Regions from separate parts of the Mus musculus genome. Here region 1 is linked to region 2. Evidence: chromatin contacts called from public HiChIP or PLAC-seq data. All regions are on one chromosome and are shown on one strand. The core of a region is the stretch at or near the end of the contact, and the rest is flanking DNA. Distances in the headings are between cores, read along the strand shown.

The links. HiChIP or PLAC-seq counts read pairs in DNA pulled down with a chosen protein or histone mark.
Region 1: an H3K27ac HiChIP or PLAC-seq map of T-cell acute lymphoblastic leukemia shows a contact between it and region 2, with 4 times the contacts expected there. The contact joins two enhancer-like sites. A contact is called at or near these places in 1 of 484 Hi-C or Micro-C datasets (cortical neurons), 1 of 115 datasets of contacts at active chromatin or transcription factors (T-cell acute lymphoblastic leukemia) and 1 of 9 other capture datasets (adipose tissue).

What each region holds. Positions count from the first base shown.
Region 1 is chr16:18,701,201-18,706,015 of GRCm38.p6, reverse strand. The region is part of intron 1 of Gm41429 (a long non-coding RNA gene); the gene reads right to left. Among named protein-coding and RNA genes, the nearest start is that of Gm41429, 6.9 kb to the right of the region's middle. Within about 2 kb of position 1,320, at least 63 of the 459 cell types and tissues checked have an H3K27ac peak or open chromatin away from gene starts, as enhancers often do. A contact at or near this core is called in T-cell acute lymphoblastic leukemia, where this site is marked.
Region 2 is chr16:18,452,478-18,457,619 of GRCm38.p6, reverse strand. It overlaps Txnrd2 (thioredoxin reductase 2), which reads right to left. Exons shown (of 18, transcript NM_013711.3): 9 at 3,880-3,899; 10 at 3,040-3,131; 11 at 1,422-1,596. Among named protein-coding and RNA genes, the nearest start is that of Comt, 28 kb to the right of the region's middle. Within about 2 kb of position 3,714, at least 37 of the 459 cell types and tissues checked have an H3K27ac peak or open chromatin away from gene starts, as enhancers often do. A contact at or near this core is called in T-cell acute lymphoblastic leukemia, where this site is marked.

The DNA of each region.
Region 1 (4,815 bases), core at 71-2,570, 250 kb before region 2:
AATTGTAAGTAAAATAAATAAGAGAATAATAAAAATAAAATAAAATAAAGCCATCCGTTGCGGCACATGCCTGTGTTCCCAGCACTCAGCAAGCTGAGCAAAATGATCAAAACCTCAAGGCAAGCCTGAGGATAAGACGGCCGGCCCCTCTCAGTAAACAGGTTCTGAGTGTGCTCTCACTGTGTTACCTCCAGCTGTGAGCAATACAACTGGTGTGGTTACAAGAGATCAGGGTACACTCACACAGAGGGAAGACCCATGTGAACACAGAAAGACGGCCATCAACCAGGCCTCAGGAGCAGCTGATCTTGCCCAAATTTACCTCAGGCTTCCAGTGTGCAGAACTGGGAGAAAATAAATGTGTGTCATTCCCACGGGGCAGTCTGTCATACTGGCATGTTGGTTATGGCGGTCCTGGAAGCTAACACCCACCCCAGTCTTCATTCTCCAGATATGAGACCATGAGTCACTTGCTAACCCCATTAGCAGTATGTCACTGTCATGTGACTGTGAAACTCTGTTGGCAAGTGGTCCGGAGCCCTGAGCTCTGCATCCGGTCCTAAATGGGTGTGTTTCTTGTTGAAATGGCACTTGTAGTCCTCTGTTTCCCAGAGTCCTTGGCAACAGCCCAAATTATATTCGAAATAGGAAAAGGCAGTTTGATTTAAAGACTCAATCTTTTCAGGCGTCACCTTGATTTATGAGAAGCTGGCATTAAACAGTTGAATAACAGTGGCCTGTCACTCACCTGTGTGTGGCTGAGAGGCCAATAAACCACACATCCATCTCCATTGTGATGGCATGAGTCCACCCCACCCTTCTCCGAAGCTAAGACGTGTCATGTTGTTCCAAATGTCCTTTTGCTAAGTGTGTTAAGTGGATCCAAAAAATGAGCGTGTGTATTTTCTTTTCTAAGGAAATTCTTGTATATTATTTTAACTCAAAACATTTCTTATACACAATGACTAATCAGAGATTTAAAAAAAAAAAATCAAGGCTTTGTCCCGCCAGCACAGCTGGGAGTCTGCTGCCTTCAATGTGGCCCTCCTTAACTGCCAGTCGGAGCAGGTGGGGTGCACTGTTCCCCTGAATTCAGGCCAGGCAGAAGTAGCCATTTCCCCAGGTTTCAGAAGGAAGCCCTGCTTGAGGCCATTCCTGTTTTGTCTTCCTGGGATTCAAAGATAATTTCTAAGCCTTTCCCTGACTCCAGGTTGAAACTCCGGGTGGGCATGGGGCTTCGAAAGCCAAGCAGCGCAGAGCTCCCGAGGAAGCGTTCTACAAGGAATGACCTCATGAGAGGAGAACTAATATTTGCTTCCTAATTTCCCAGGGGAAGGCTAATCTTTGGAAGCACAGAGCCTCTGGAGGCCAATAAACTTGAGGGCAGAAGAAGCAAGATTGTTCTATTGTTGCCTCTGTGAAATGGAGTTTGTTTTTCTTACTGTTCTTTTTCCCTTCAGGAAAGCTCTGCCTCAGCAGCCCCTACAGTTTCTCCTCAAACCCCTGGTTCTGGCTTTCCCCCCATTGTTCTCCCTGCCTTCTTAATCTCTGCCATCTCTGTCAAGTTCAATGCCAGCCTGTTTCATGTGCTCCTTCCCGTTCTGCCTAGGTAGTGACTCGCCACACTTGCCTCTGTGCCGTGTTCCCATCGGGCTAGTGACCAGCCACACGCTGGTGAGCCTGGGGTCAGCCTCGGGTGCTAGTGGGACTGCAGGCAGATGGCATCCCACACATGCGTGGTCAAGGAACACCTCCCACCTGTTTGACTTCAAGAGTCCCACTTGTTACACGAACCATGGAAACCAGAGACAAGATCCACAGACAGACAGAGCAGCCCAAGTGCGACCTACTAGACAGAAGTGCTAACCCCATAGAAAAGTTAGGCAGCTCTCCAGCGGAGAGGGTGTTTATGCACAGGAGAGTGAAGGGGTGTCCCCTGTGGTATGTGTTCCCTTCTCCAGAGAGCCAGCCCCTCAGCAGGTGGAGGCTGCAGGTTCCCAGAGCGGGTGAGGTGACCTCCCTTCCTGCTTATCAAGGCTGGGGAGGTTTTCATTCTGCAGCAGAGGATAATGGTTGAGATTGTGCCCAGTTCTGAAGCTTAAATCCCAGAAATAGGGTAGAGCAGGTGGCCAGGCCCCACAATGCTCACAGCTCAGAACCCCACACTAAGCCTTCACCCCGCCTCTGTGCCACCAACACCCCTGTCCAAGCTCTGTATGTCTCTGCACCTCCCAAGACCTGCAGACACTCTCCTATGCTCACAGAACTGTAGAAGCGAATTTCTCAGAATCACATTTTCATACAGAAACTTTTACTGATTTCCAGCAATTATGGTTATCAACCATCTTCCTTCCTTCCTTCCTTCCTTTCTTTTTGTTGTTGACAACAGAAAAAAAAATCATATGAAATAAAATATACACCCAAAAGAGCTAAGGGTCTGGGGCAGGAGGGAACGCATAGGAGCACCAAGCAATCCCCAGAGGAGGGCGGTGCCTCTCGACCCCTGCCCCTCTGCAAAGGAAGGGAACGCCTTATAAGCCTGAATCAGACTCTTACCTGGAGCTCACTATCACTACTGTAGACCAGGCTAGCCTCAGCTTCGAAGAATCCCACCTGAGCACTGGGACGAAAGACTTCACCACCACACCCAGCTTCGCTCTGCACAGAGTTCCCCTGGGGAGCTTTGTGAACCATGCTGTGTGCTTCTCTACCATCTAGGTGTTCTAAAGAATTACAAGGTGGGCAAAGTTGGAAAGTCAAGCAAAGCTTATTCAAAGAGAACAGTTTTATCAGAGTTAAAGAAAACAAATCCCGGGGTGAGGGGTGGGGGCATCCACGCGGTGATGGGGTGGGGTGGGGAGCAGGTATGGAATGTGAAGCAGTTGGAGGGTGGATGGGGAGGGGTGGGGAATGGAATATGGAGTGTAAAAAATGAATTACAAATAAATTTAAATTTAAAAAAAAGAAAAAGAAAAAAATAGTAAGCTTTAAAAAATAAAATAAAATTCAAGTCACGTTTAAAAAAAGAAAGAAAGAAAGAGAGAGAGAAAGAAAGAAAGAAAAAGAAAAATCCCTGTGCAGGAGAGCTGTACCAACAGCTGTCTGCAGGAGGCGATGGAGGTGGGGATGGGGACAGAAATTCTAGGAAGGAAAAGTACAATAGTTTTCATTAAAGGGATCATTGTGTTGCCCAGCTTTTAAAGCATCATTTAAAGTAAGCTCACCTTGCAAGGAGTGAGTGGCCTCTGGCCCAGGAACTAAAACACGACTGGATTATTTGGGAGGGGGTGGGATGTTCTTGTTGGCTTTTTGGTTTGTTTGTTGTTCCTGCTTGAAAATTTTTTCTCTGTATAACAGGTCCCTGACTGTCTGAAACTAGCGTTGTTGAGCCTGGCCTCGAACTCACAGAGATCCACCTGCCTCTGCCTCCTGAGTGGTGGGATTAAAGGCGTGCGCTACCATGCCTGGATCTGTTGTTTGTTGTCTTTAGTGTCTTGGAACATTAGGTCCCCACCCTGTCCTTTGCATGACTCTGTCCCCACACCTCAACACAAGGCTGTCCCTTATCAGCACCCTTTCACTTTTCAGTCCCAGGAAGACTGAAAATATGAAGTGGAAAATCCTAGAAAAACAGTAGTATGTTTTATTGACACAGCTCCAAACAGTGTGCTGAGCTCTCAAATGGTCCTCTCTAGTTGGCCTACAGTGTGCAGCCACAAGTTAACAGACCTATGGGAGCCCCCAGAATGCCTGTGCTGGTCACCCTGTTCCAAAATAAAGACTGGCTGGGTGAACAGAAGCCTACATCCAGCCTTCCTTGGTAATCTTGTAAGGTGCCCATTTGCCAGGAAAACCACTGCTTCCCTTATCCACCACAACGGCAAACTACTGCAAACAAGGACACCTAGTTCCCAATTTCCCCCAAAGAGCCTGCATTGGCTCAAAGATCCTTGCTCTGCTGTCTGGCTTATAAAACCTGTTCTCTACCCCCCAGAAATGGTCTTGGCAGTTTGATTCACAAGAAACCTGTGTTTCTATCCATCGAATGGTCTAGTTCAGTGGTTTCACTGTGCCCTAACTTATCCTATTGCTGTGTTAGAGGGCTGAAGTTCAGGAAACCTTACTTTGTTTGATAATGACTGTTATGAAATATAATTGCAGCGAGGGGTACCCAGCAGGCCCATGCCCCTGATTAATTACACCATGCGACAGATCTGTATAAAGGAGGTCTACTGGGGGAGGGAGGGGAGAGGAGTGAGGACCTGGAGAAGGGGTAGAGGTGGACAAGTGGACATGTAGGCAGACAGACAGACAGGCAGATAGACAGAAGCAGGAGCAAAGCCTTGAGGGCAGAGAAGGGGGCACGGGGCAGGGAAGGACAGAAATGTGGAGAGAGAGGGAGACAGGCCGGGAACATGTGAGAAGAGAGAGAGAGAGAGACAGAGACAGAGACAGTGCTGGAGTGGCAAGCAATCCTGTTATACACACGCAGCCCACACCTAGCACACCTACTGGTAGAGGCAGATGATGTAAGCCATTGCCAGGTCCCTGGGAGAATCCTAAGCTAGCAATTGCCCCAAAGTATAAGAGTGAGGACCCTGGTACTTAAATGGCCGGTGGATTTCACCTAGATGAAAAGGTGAAGGTTCCTAATGAGGCCAGAGTGCAACGAATACAGTACAGTTGCTAAGATCTATGGCAAGAATTCATCCCTCAGGTCTGGGGAGATGGCTCAGCGGCTTCAGTAGAAGCACAGTGACCTGAATTAAGACCCCCAGCTCCCACACAAAGCCACGCACAGTGCCACATCTATAA
Region 2 (5,142 bases), core at 2,465-4,964:
AAAGCAGCCTGCATGTCCATCAACAGCTCGATAAACAAAACTGTTCAGTCTTGAAGAAGAAGGAAATTTTGACACATGCTAGCACATGGATAAACCTTGAGGACATTATGATAAGTGACTCAGGCCAGGGACAAAAAGATAAATGCTGTTTGAGTCCACTTATGAGTCCCTGGAGTCATCATATTAAGATAGAAAGGTGGGCCTGGGCAGGAGGAAGCTGGCGTGCAGCAAGTAAGGGGCTTCAGAGCAGGGCAATGCTCTGCAAACAGATGGTGGTGGCAGCTGCACAGTAGTGTGAATGCCCTTAATGCCACTGAGCTAGATTAAAACAGAACGGTCTATGTTACACATGACCACAGTTTCTAAAACTTGAAAATGTCACTGTGTGCTCCTATGAAAACGTGTGTGGGGGTATGCATGCATGTGCATATGTGTGTGCAGATATGCATGTATGTGTGCAGGTATGCCTTTGTGTGTGTGTGTATGTGTGTACTCACACACACACGTGCGGGTATGCATACGTGTGTGCATATGTGTGAAGGCTAGATGTCCACTGCAGGTGTCATTCCTCTCAGGCTGCCCACCTTGTTCTCTGAGGCGTGGTTGGAGCTCACTGAATAGATGAGGCTGCCTAGCCGGCAAGCCCCAGGGACCCACCTGCTTCTGCTTCCTCAGCTCTGGAATTACAAGCAGGTTTCACCAAATGTAGCTTTTTACTTTGGGTTCTGGGGGCGGGGGGCAAACTCATGCTTAAGCGTGAAGCACTTTACCAACCAATAGTCTCTGCATCTCTCTACATATCATTTTTATGAGAAAACCAACTGGCTTAAATCAGATGTGGTGGTGCACACCTGTAATCCCAGCACTTGGGAAGCAGAGACAAGATGATCAGGAGTTGAAGTTCATCCTTGGGTATCTATGGAACATGAGGTTATCTTGGGCTATGGGAGGCACTGCCCCAAAGTAAAGAAACAAAAATCTAGCTTGAATTTACAATGTTAATAAAGCAAACATCTAATTCATTAAAGATAAATCTATCAAGGTTTAAGCCCTAGAGAGAATCTCTAGGTTTTATCCTGAAGCCTTAGAAACAATCTGTGAAGGGTTGTGGAAGGCCTCACATACCTTTGCTAAATGACAGCACCAACAAATCTCTTCTGTGATTTGCATTTCCAGAATATCATATGGCAATGGGAAAAGAACTAGAAGGACAGCTTGTCTGGGACAGCCAGGTGTGGACAGTCTGTCCCTAAGCTTCCACAGTGACTGGCAAGGTGTACCAGGCAGTGGCCAACCTGCTTAGGAGCCAGCAGAATGGAGGATCCAGGAGGTGATGGGAAGGAAGGCGAAGACCCTTCTTCCAAGGAAATATGGTTTCCTTGAGCTAGAGACAGTGTCCGTGTGGCTCGCCGCATCCTTACCTATGGCCCACAGGACAGTGTCAAAGGTGCCTGTGTCTTCCTTGCCAGAAGCATGATCCTCCCAAGTGACCTGCAGCTGGTTAGTTGGGAGTTTTTTGATGTGGGAGGGGACACAGCCTTTCAGGAACTGGGTGCCATGAGACTCCATGTGCTCTGTGACCAAAGATGACATTTGCTGGAAAGCACAAAGAGACACCACGAGGGTTAAGTCACTACTGGCACCAGGCACTGAGAAGCCCCAACCTCCGCCTTGCTCTCCATGCCTTGGTGGGGTCCCAAAAGGGTTCTCCCAGAGAAGAAGGCGGGGTGCCCACTACCCCCACCTCTGGGTCCCCTTGCCAAGTCAGAGGAGCTATCAGCTACCTCCTGGCTCCCAGGCTCAGACCCTAAGAGCACTGTGAGGATGTACTCAGCCTTCAGCCTCCTCTCTGGGTCACGGGATCCAGATCCCATGGGATCATGCCTCACTTCATCTAGATGGCTTTCCACTCCCTACCCAGTCCCCACCGACTGTCACAAACACCCGCTCACCGCCATCAGGAAGCTGGAGGTGGGGGGACTGTCAGAAGACTCTGACTCCCAAGAAATGCAGAGACAACGGTACAGGCCCAGACTCGGGGTTGGCAAAAGTGTTGCAACCACCTCCTTGCCCAGGGGCCTCATGTCTCCCCAGCCTAGCTGCAGCTGAGGCCAGTTCCCAGGCCAACAGTAGTGACTAGACACAGCTTCCTAAAGGGCATAGCAATCACCATTTAGATCCTGTGGCATCTGCCTCACAAGGTGGTTCATGCTGGACTACATGTAGCCCCTTATATCAGGGACCACATCTCAATTTGTCCAAACAAAGGACCTGGCACATCAGCTGCCTAGCACTCTACACGCCAGCAGATGCCTGATGGGCTCAGACACGGAGGCCTCTAAGGGGAGTTACGGCGCTATCCAGTGCCCAGTGGGTCTGTTACCATGTGGCCTGAGACGGCAGCCCTCCTCTCTAGAGGCCCCTTTACATCTGCACCCTGTCGACTGCCAACATATCTCTGGCAGCAGGCTACTCAGAGACTCTCCAGATGTTGTGTCCCTGTAGAGGGCTTTGTATGTACCCCCTCAGTTGTGGTGGCACAGCTTTGGGACGAAGCCGCACGCTCAGCTACATGAGATGAAAAGACCTTTGTGGGGTAGGGTGATGGGTCCAGGAGGCATGAGACCATGGTTCCAGTTCACTCTATCCTCAGGTGACTTTCTAGGCTTCTGCGACCAGAGTTTAACATGACTGGGAACTGAACTATCCTTGGTAGAGGACACAGAATATTTGACATCTCAGTGATAACCTCAAACTTAGTTTTAACGAATGGCTTATTTGTGGGGATGGGACTTGAAGTGCTGCTCAGGTTGGCCTCCACTCTTGGCCTTAGATGATCTCTCTGCCTTAGCCTCTCAAGTGCCAGAAGTAGAGGCTGGTGCCAAGATGCCTGGCTTTTAAGGAGTTGTTTCTGAGGATCTAGGCCGCTCCCCAAGGCCATACCTGCACCTGCTTGGGGCAGGGTAAGGTAGCCAAACAAGAGTATGGCCTCATGGGAGAAGCAGAGCCCAGGCAGGAGTAGGGGCTCCTGAGCACTACCTGGTCAAAGCCTCGGAGAGGGATGCTGCGCATCATGACAGTGGTATCCAGTCCAATTCCAGTGAGGAAGCCAGCACACTCTAGGGCCACATCTTCAGCAGCAGGCTAAAGCATACTAACTGACTGAGAGAGAGCAGGGGGGCAAAAGACCCTGGCCCCTGCTCTAACAGCCCAAGGTCCCATGCTACTGCTCAGTACCAGAAGGGGCCTCTAGTGAAAGCTACAGAGATTCCCTAACCCTAAGTCTCAAGTGCATAAAGCCGCCAGCCCCAGCTTCAAGCTCTCCCAACAGCACCTATCTGGCCCGTTATGCCTCCATGGGATTCCATCTGGCTCTGGTGTTTCATCTCAGCCTCCAGGAGAGAGGGTGGAGATTGAGTGGAGAGCTGCCGGCCAGACCCAGGGAGAAGAGCCTTGTGGGTAGAGCCAGGGAGCACTACCATGGCCTGTGCTCCTATGTCCAGCTTGCGGCTTTCATCTTCCCTCCCACATCCTGTCCTGACCCCAAGCCCCTCAGGGTTCCCCTCTTGACCCTTCCTGATCTGACTGCTTCTCCCACAGGAATGAGGTCAGATCAGGGCTGCTCTCCAGGGAGATGCTCATCACAGCCTTCCTGACTGCCTCACGGCCCTCTCCAGCTGCCCCAGCTGGCTTAGCGTGAGGCTCAGGAAGTGGTAGCCTTCAAAGGTCAGCCTCAAACAGTTCCCTGGGCCCAAACCCCTCCCGACAGGTCCAGCTGAGTCCCCACACAGGAAAACAAAGTATCTTTTGGGAGGGAGAATGGGAAAGGGGCTAAGCATCCTTCCTGAAGATGGCCATCTGTACTTTGGAAAAGGATACAGCTGGCTCCAACCACCAACCTGCAGAGAAAACCAGCAGAGAGCACACTAAGTACCAGCAAAGCCACATGCTGTTGTTCCAAAGCTGGGACAAAGACGAGTCCCGTAGCCTTTCCACCAGGTACTCATAAGCCAATGAGAGTGGAAGCAGACTGTTCAAACAGGTGATACAGAGTACAGAACCCACTTCCCAACAGCTACAACTATGAAATACAACACGACAAACAGTGCGATTGGACCAGCAAATTGCCTGGTGCTGAAGGTGCATGGGCAGTGATAAGTAACACCTGGCTTGGGAGAAGCCGAGGCAGCGCCAGACCCCAGGGAACACGTTGAGAGATGTCCCTCAGAAGCAGAGTTTCTTTCTGACCACAGGTGAGCCTTGTCTTAGGCTCCTCAGAACCTCTTGAGCCAGGATGGAAGCAGGGATGTCCCAGGACACCAAGAGGAACAGAATGGGGACAGAGGCTTATGGGAAGCAGCAGCTATGACCAGAGCCCATGACTATCTGCTCAACCCCACAACACGTGGGCCCAAGACTGAGAGATCATTCCCCTGCCTCCCTGCCAGAGCCAGGACATGACACTGTGACCCACCAGAAACAGTCATTTTAATGCTCTCATGACCAGCTCCATACTCCACATACATATACATGCATTCACACATACATGCACATATGTGTACACATACAGGAACATGCAAACATGAAAAGCCCTTTGCACGCACATACACATTATAAACACACTGGCATAGACAGTCACACACCTGCCCACATCCTCTCATATGCACACCCATGCAAACACACAGGCACATATGTGCACACTCATGCAAAAGGACTGGGGAAAAGAGGATTCCCAGCCAGGGCGGCTGCACGTGGGTGGGCTCGTCAGATCACCCCTTCAGTCTTTGAACAAGAGCAGGTGATGTAAGGATGGATAAGCCTGATGTCAGTACTAATCCTGGCAAGTACTAATGATATAATTCCATTTCAAAAAGCGGCGGATCCCTCAGAATACTTGTGCAGGTGCCCTGCGGGAACCATCTGGCATGCGGCTCTGCACAGAAGCTGGGGACAGAACCACACTTACTGGCTGAGTACAAGATGGCCCCAGCTGGTCATATAACCCCACTCAGCATGTTATGACTATGGACAGGGGATCCTGGGATCCCCAGCAGGCCGGGAGAACAGAGGTGCTTTCCAGGCCCCTGGAAACACCCCATGCACACGCCCACACAGGAGAGATGCTTTCTAAAGTACAAAGCC